Regions from separate parts of the Mus musculus genome. Here region 2 is linked to region 1. Evidence: chromatin contacts called from public Hi-C data. All regions are on one chromosome and are shown on one strand. The core of a region is the stretch at or near the end of the contact, and the rest is flanking DNA. Distances in the headings are between cores, read along the strand shown. Region 1 overlaps Slc18b1 (solute carrier family 18, subfamily B, member 1). Region 2 holds the start of Taar2 (trace amine-associated receptor 2).

Region 1 (3,930 bases), core at 1,150-3,649:
TTTTACTTTTAGGGAAGTCTTGAGGTTTTTTCTGGACTGGGGCTGGTAGCAGGCCCCCCTTTAGGTGGCCTTTTGTATCAATCCTTTGGCTACGAGGTACCCTTTATTTTTCTGGGGTGCATAGTCCTGCTGATGATACCACTCAACCTATACATTTTGCCTAGTTATGGTAAGTTCAAACTTAATACTCGCTTTAGACCTTTTATTTTATTTGTATGTCTTTGTAAAGGATACATTACGGTATGTTGGCTTTTAGTTAATGTAATCAATGATACCTCTTTTGCCACACCCTCAAAAACTGGCTCTCTTTCCTAAAACATGGGTAATTAATTCATGAGAACTTTTGCTTACAGAGGACTAGGGATAAAGCTCAATTAGCAGACTACTTGCATCAAGTCCTAGGTTTGCTCTCTAGCTCCACACAAAGAGAACGATGGTGGTGCTCATCTTTAAAGCACCTCAGCTATAGGGTGAGTTTACGGCCAGCCTAGGTTGCATGAGGCCCTATCTTCAAACAAACAAACAAACAAACAAATAAATAAATAAAAGCATATCACAAAAATTTCTAGGTTTTAGGAGGATCAAAATACTTAATTTCTCCTCACAAGCCATTGCCATTGGGCTGAACTAAATCACCAGAAACTGCTGTGGGCAACACATTTTGTCTACAAAGCAGTAAAAGCAAGGTGAGATCCCTATAAGTTCTAGGCCAATGTGGCTTTAGGTTCTTTTGTTGTTTTTTTTTTGGGGGGGGGTGGGGTGGGGGTGGGATGGGGTGGTTGAGACAGGGTTTCTCTGTGTAGCCCTGGCTGTCCTGGAACTCACTTTGTAGACCAGGATGGCCTTGAACTCATAAATCTGCCTGCCTCTGCCTCCCAAGTGCTGGGATTAAAGGCGTGTGTCACCACCCCCCCCCCCCCCCCCCCCCCCCCCCCCCGCTCGGCTTGTTGGTTTGTTTTTAATACGGTCTCACTATGTAGCCCTGCCCACCCTGGAACTCACACGCCCAGAGATCTTCCTGCCTCTACCTTTCCCAACTCTAGGTTCTAGGTCAACTTTGTGTACTTAGTGAGTTCCACGCCATCCTGGGCACAAAGTGACACGTTTGTTTTTCACTCCGTGAGTTTCTTTGAGATACATCTCAAACAAACTAAAACATTCAGTGTAGCCGGTCAAGGCCAATTATTCCTTCCCAGTGGGCCTTCTGCTTGTCTGGAGCAGTAATAGTTACAAGGACACAGTAAGATAATAGTTCCTGGCACAGTAAAGGAATCATTCCGGGTCAAAGTTTCCATCCCCACATAAATCACTAATCACAGTGATAAGCAGCTGCATACTGTCATGGTTAACTGATAGGAGCTAACCAGGGCAAGGAGCACAGAACACTTTGGGCCATCAGGTTCTTAGCTGTGGCTCATTGGTAGTTCCCTTTGGTCCAAATGAAACTTACTAGCCAGGTTATGTACATTGTAAGCATTGATTCTTAGTAGGGTAGTCAACTTGTATTCTTGCTAGGTTACTATGGGGAACTGGGGAGAACAGAGCCAGCGAGGCAATACCACAGTAAACCACAAGGTGGTGCTTATCCTCTTTGCAAGTGTAAGGAATCAGTTTTTTGTTTGTTTGTTTTGTTTTATGTTGTTTTCCCTTCGTTTAGCATCCTGGGCTATGTCCAGGTATGATGGCTAAACAGTCAGCAACAGACCTGGGGAGATGGGTCAGCAGTGAAGAGCATTGGATGCTCTTGTAGAGGACCTAGGCTCAATTCCCAGCAACTACATGGTGGCTCACAGCAGCCATCTGTAATGGAATCTGATGCCCTCCTTCTAGTGTGTGTCTGAAGACAGCTGCAGTGTCCTCATATACATAAAAAAAAAAAAAATCTCAAAAAAAAAAAAAGAAAGAAAAAGAAAAAAAGAAAAGAAAAGAAAGGGGTTAGATTCTCATGTAGCAAAAGGAAAAAAAAAACTCTTTATTACATTAGGAAATGAGAAAAGATAGCTAAGACAGGCTAATTAAAACTGGAATTTAAAAAAATCCCTAAGGTCGATAATATTAAGTTTGGAGTGTTCCTAAATAAGTGCACTCTTACAGTTATTGAAAGTTTTAATGCCATTGAAAGTTTTAGGATAGATGTTACAGGAAATCTCCAACCCAAATAAACCCACGCAAAGAAAACACGACTCAGTTAATATGAATAAAACTGCATGCCTAGATTGGGCAGATCTGCCGCTACACTACCATCTTCCTCATCTGTGAGACCCCTTATTTGCTTGTGGTTCCTCCAGGCCACGGGCTTCTGCTCCACTTTCCTTCCACCCCCTCTGTCGTCCTCTCTTCTCCCTCTCCTCCATCTCGCCCAAACTTTCAGCTCCACCTTCTCTTCTCCTGCCCAATCACAGGCTCTAGCCTTTGTTTTACAAATTAAGTAGGGGGGAGGACTCATTCGTGTCCTAAGCCCCTCCCTGGAGAGTGGAATTAGCATCAAAATACAAGCAGTCCCTGGGCCATCAGCAACTGTAATGAAGTTGTCTTTTGTTTTGACTTGTGAGCAGTTAGAATCCTGTGTTCAATACCTGCTGCTCATTCCTTCCACCCCCATGGCCCGCCATACTTAGGCTACTTAGCATTGTGTGTTAGGAGTCCTTGACCCATTTCCATATCTGCTCTCCAGTTGTTCCCTGATGTCCTGTTCTAACAGTCATGGCATGCCACGCCTCTCATTAAAACCCTCAACCTGAGAATCTGAGGAGCCTGCTTTACACCATGGTGACAGGAGGATCTATGGAGTTACACAATAGTCCCACCTCCTTTGTGGGCCACATACTACAAGACCAGAGCACACATCAAGCCCACTTCTACTAAGTTTTGATGTGTGCACACATACTTACGGTAAAGTTTAATTTAAAATTAGGCACAGTTAAGAGATTAACAATATGGGGCTGGTGTGATGGCTCAGCGGTTAAGAGTACTAGCTGCACTTGCAGAGGAACAGAGTTCAAGTCCCAGCATCCACATGGTGGTTCACAACCATCTGTAACTCAGCTCTCAGGACAGAGCATCCTCTTCCGGCCTCTGAAGCACCAGGAACACATGGCAGGTTCCTGGCACAGACGGACATACAGGCAAAACACCACATACACATTAAATAATTAAATAATTGTAAAAGGAGATTAGCAATAATAATGAAAGCATAAAACAAGTACGATTACTATAATTAAAGTTGTTTAAAATTTAGAAACTCGTTGTTTCTGGATTTTTCCAGTTATTATTGTTATTATTATATAATTTTTTTTTAAAGACAGGGTTTTTCTGTGCAGCCCTGGCCATCCTGGACCAGGCTGGATTTGAGTTCAGTGATGCACCTGCCTCTGCCTCTTGAGTGCTGGGATTAAAGGCTTGCACCACCACGCCCAGCCATCCTTTTATTTTAAAACTTAAAACAATCGGTACATTTTACTTATTTCATTTTCTGTGTGTGAGTTTTTGACTGTGTGCATGTCTGGTGCTCACAGAGGTCAGAAAGAAGGCATGTGGGCACTGGAAACTAAACCTCTGTCTTTTGTAGGAGCAGCTAGTGTTCTTTACTGAGCTATATATTATAACAGATAATGCTTTCTGTATACGCAAGAAATGTAACAGATTAAAACAAAAGGTTTTTTTATAATTAAAAAAATTTTTTTGATTTATTTATTTATTATATGTAAGTACACTGTAGCTGTCCTCAGATACTCCAGAAGAAGGCATCAGATTTCATTACAGATGGTTGTGAGCCACCATGTGGTTGCTGGGATTTGAACTCGGGACCTTTGGAAGAGCAGTCGGCACTCTTAACCACTAGCCATCTCACCAGCCCTTAAAATTATTTTTATTTTAATATTATATTATTTGTTGTTTTCTCTCTGTCTCTGTCTCTGTCTCTCTGTCTCT
Region 2 (4,033 bases), core at 150-2,649, 130 kb after region 1:
GAGGTAATTGAACAAAAGCACCAGGATACTTCAACAGCAGCCTTGATAGCTGAAGTAGTTACCAAGGGACTACCAGACGCTACTACACTCCTGTGTAACTAACAGAGATGATGGTGGTGGTGGTGACAATGACAATGATGATGGTTATGATGATGACGACGATGGAGATAATAAAAATCATTTTTATTGCTGGAGATCTATCACTGAGCTATATCCTGTCCTCTAAGAATACTTGCATAATTCCTTACAGAGCCAAGAAAGATATTGGAAACTCTTGAGTAGAAATGCTGTCGGCTACATATTAAAAATTAATTCCTAACTTCATAATCATTTGGGTTGATATGTGTATTTAGAATGTTTCTTTAAAAATATAAATTTTCTGATTATGTTGTAATAAGCTTGCATTGCTCAGAATTTCTAAATGGGTGATGTTTTTTTTTTAATCTTTCTCCCTTATGGAAAGCTATCAAGAAAGGTCAAATCAAGTCACTTATATATTTTGTAGGGACCAGAGAAGTGAAAATGCAGAGTACCTTGCTAAAATCTCACTAAGATCTTCCAGAGGGAGACAGAAAATCAGTGAGTCCTCTAAAGCCCTTCAAAGCTCAGTTTACCCACGTGGCTATCCGAGTTTAATGATCCAAAGTCGTTACCACAATAGCCAAGGTCACTGACAACAGGCATAGCTAAACCCCAAGCAGGAACCTGGTGTCATATAACGACCAGTGTATCCTAGCAGAGGAAAATAAACTTTCTCATATCAAAAGAAGAAGAATAAAACTACAGGCATCTGTGATTAGATGTAAACAGATTTAAAGACATGATATCTGAGAGGATGTGAGCGCCTTCGTGGAGTTACTTAAGGCAGTGATAACCGTGTAACTCCTGCAGGGTTAGGAGCACTGAGCTGCACCCTAGCCAAATACAGGAAAACGGTGGATGAGAAAATCCCGTGAGTATAAAATGTGATATAAAGTATGGACTGTGCTTCTTCATTCTGGTCATCCTAAAGTGGCAGGGGACACCTATCTAGTCTACATCTCTCCATGAATTCTAACTTTATGTAATCAGAATTGAGAGCCTCCGATAACTGAAGGAGTTCCATTAACTATTACAGCCTTTACAGGCTAGCTGTTTTAGAGCATTCAGTGTGCCGGGGGTAATGAAAACAAAAGCAAGCAGAGATTCCTAAAAGGACAGAGGGGTAGTCAGGGTCACTTAAGCTGTTAAACTTCAGAATGACCAGGGCCCTCCCCTTCTCCCCAGCACACATCCAATGCCCTTGAGACCAATTGTTAAATTATAAAGCAGCACAGTTAACATAGCTCATGTCTTACAGTTCAGCGTTAGCATTCACAGGGAGCGGAGAAGAGACAGCTTCTTCCACAAAGCAGTCACGATGGCATCTTTTGAAGCCCAGCAGGTACATGGAGACGGGATGTGAAGGGAAAGATCTGTGTTTTCTCTTCTTCGAGTGTTAAGTAAAATGCCTCCACTACTGTAAAGCAGTGAGATTGTTTGTCCTTGTTTGCTTTTTGTCACATGCAGAGAGAATAAGCAAGATTACAGATGGTTAGAGAGTCAGTCAGGGCTTACTGTAAATTTGCAGTTAAAGGCAGCTCAGTTAAAATGTGGAAACAAAAGAATTTACTACCTTTTGACAACATGTCTCGTTTTCTGAGATGAATATTTACAACCCCAGAAAAGAGTGGGGGTTTTTCATGAGGACCCACTGATGTGTTTGGTACAGGTGTCCCCCTAGGTGAGGCAGAGGGACCTCAGGAGCAGAATTTGTGATCATTGTGAATCCCCACTTCACAAAAGAAAGACAAGGGGAACAGCATAGTAAACCTGAAGGGAATGTGATTGCTTCATTTTAAAGTCACTTCACTTAGAAAATAGAGTTGTCGGGAGGAGGGGTGGGGGATCTGTCTGCTTGTCTGTCTGTCTGCCTGGCTATCTATTATCATCTTGTATCTATACTATCTGCATCTCGGTCCCTTCCTGTGGCTTTTATTTTTTTTTTAATTACTGTACTAATAGAAACTCGTACTTTTAGGTACTAAAAATAAGTATAGTTTGAGAACTGATTATATATACTTTAAATATGTATGGGGAAAAGATTTTAGTGAAAGTATCCCAAGGTAGGGATGATCATGGGAGAGGAGGCAGGAAGAGGAGGTGGGAAGATTTTAAGAGTAAGAGGTCCAGACATGGCAGAGACACTCCATGCATGGATTCAAACTTCTTGCATGTACAAGATGAAGTTGGACAAAACTTCAACATGGATGGAGGGACTTCCTGGGCCCTAGTTGATGGCCCTGAATCTATGTACAGACTGGCAGTGCCATGTGGGTTCAGAAGGTTAAAGCCAGAGAGAGTACACAAGGTTGGGAGGAGTTGGTAGGGAGGGGAAGGGAGAGGGTGGAGGTGAAGGGCAGGGGGATGGGCTTGATCAAAACACATTACATGCAGGTAAGAAAGTTTCCAACAAGTGAACAAAAATTGCCCGTCTAGGCTGGGCATTGTGGTGCACACGTATAATCCCAACACTCCAGAAATGGAGGCAGAAGGATCAAGAGTTCAAGGCCAACCTGGGTCATATGAGTCCTTATCTCAAAAACCAAACAGCTAAGCACCACTACCACCTATTGGGAATAGATTGGTTTTCTGTGAACAGCATCTAAGGCATTAGCTGGCAGAGACCTTATATGTAATTTGGTGATATCCTGCCTGCAGTGTCTAAACACCCAGGTCTTGCATATCAGTGGTTCCTTCCTCCACTTTAACCCACTGTGAAAGCACAATGCTGTCACAGACTCCATTTCTTTTCTGCTGATGGACCTGGAGTCCCAAAGTAGGAAGGAAAGAGGAATAACTCTGCACTGGATCCCTTTCCTGTAGCTGGCTTAGTTGTTTCAATGAAAAGTTATCACTGCAAAGCCAGATGCTCTGCGTTCTGTCCCTAGGACCCACCTAGTGACGGAGAGAACCAACTCTTGAAAGTTGTCCGCTGACCCTTTGATGTACCTGTTCTGTGAAACTTGCTAATACTTGGGGATTTGCCAGATAATTAAAGATTCTTCAGTAATTCTTCTACTTAAAAATCTTCACACATTGACCAACATCCTCATTCTTTCCATGGCTGTCACTATAAAGTGACAACTAAAACTATAAAGTAAACAATTTTAATCTATTCTATTAGAATTCTATAAATCACAAAGTTAGTGAGAAAGACACGTAATCATATATATATATATATTTCAGTATAATACAGAAGTAATGATACTGAAATATATAAATATGATTACGTGTCTTCTGTATTTTTTCTTGAATCTGTCTGAGAAAGAAGAGATGAAATGTTGAGTCTTTGTCTAGTCTCTGATAAGTCCCCTGTGTTCTTATTTTTATATAGGAAACCTTTGATTGTTCAGAGTACGGAAATGGATCTTGCCCAGAGAATGAAAGATCTCTCGGCGTCCGAGCTGCCATGTACTCGTTGATGGCCTGCGCCATATTCATCACGATCTTTGGCAACCTGGCCATGATCATTTCCATTTCCTACTTCAAACAGCTTCACACACCGACCAACCTCCTCATTCTCTCCATGGCCGTCACCGACTTCCTTCTCGGATTCACCATCATGCCATATAGTATGGTCAGGTCAGTGGAAAACTGCTGGTATTTCGGACTTACGTTTTGCAAGATCCATTATAGCTTCGACCTGATGCTTAGCATAACGTCCATTTTCCACCTTTGCTCGGTGGCCGTCGATAGATTTTATGCCATCTGTCACCCTTTGCATTATTGCACCAAAATGACTATCCCGGTCGTTAGGCGGCTGCTGCTCGTCTGCTGGTCAGTCCCCGGGGCGTTTGCCTTTGGGGTGGTCTTCTCCGAGGCTTACGCTGATGGAATTGAAGGCTATGACATTTTGGTTGCATGTTCCAGTTCCTGCCCAGTCATGTTCAACAAGCTATGGGGGACCACCTTGTTTGTGGCAGGCTTTTTCACTCCTAGCTCGATGATGGTG

The links. A called contact is a pair of places that touch in the nucleus more often than the background predicts.
Region 2: a contact with region 1 is called in a Hi-C map of embryonic stem cells, with 2.4 times the contacts expected there. The contact joins the promoter of Taar2 here to the enhancer-like site in region 1. A contact is called at or near these places in 11 of 39 promoter capture datasets (the 3T3-L1 cell line, 3T3-L1-derived adipocytes, cranial neural crest and 7 more), 13 of 484 Hi-C or Micro-C datasets (colorectal tumor organoids, embryonic stem cells, granulosa cells and 3 more), 8 of 115 datasets of contacts at active chromatin or transcription factors (bone marrow-derived dendritic cells, embryonic stem cells and stem cell-derived neural progenitor cells) and 4 of 9 other capture datasets (adipose tissue, embryonic stem cells, liver and 1 more).

Annotation. Positions count from the first base shown.
Region 1 is chr10:23,810,777-23,814,706 of GRCm38.p6, forward strand. It overlaps Slc18b1 (solute carrier family 18, subfamily B, member 1), which reads left to right. Exons shown (of 14, transcript NM_183116.2): 6 at 13-169. Among named protein-coding and RNA genes, the nearest start is that of Slc18b1, 16 kb to the left of the region's middle. Within about 2 kb of position 2,400, at least 40 of the 459 cell types and tissues checked have an H3K27ac peak or open chromatin away from gene starts, as enhancers often do. A contact at or near this core is called in embryonic stem cells, granulosa cells, liver and 3 more, where this site is marked.
Region 2 is chr10:23,937,173-23,941,205 of GRCm38.p6, forward strand. It overlaps Taar2 (trace amine-associated receptor 2), which reads left to right and starts at 1,400. Exons shown (of 2, transcript NM_001007266.1): 1 at 1,400-1,423; 2 at 3,416-4,033. The coding sequence starts at 1,400.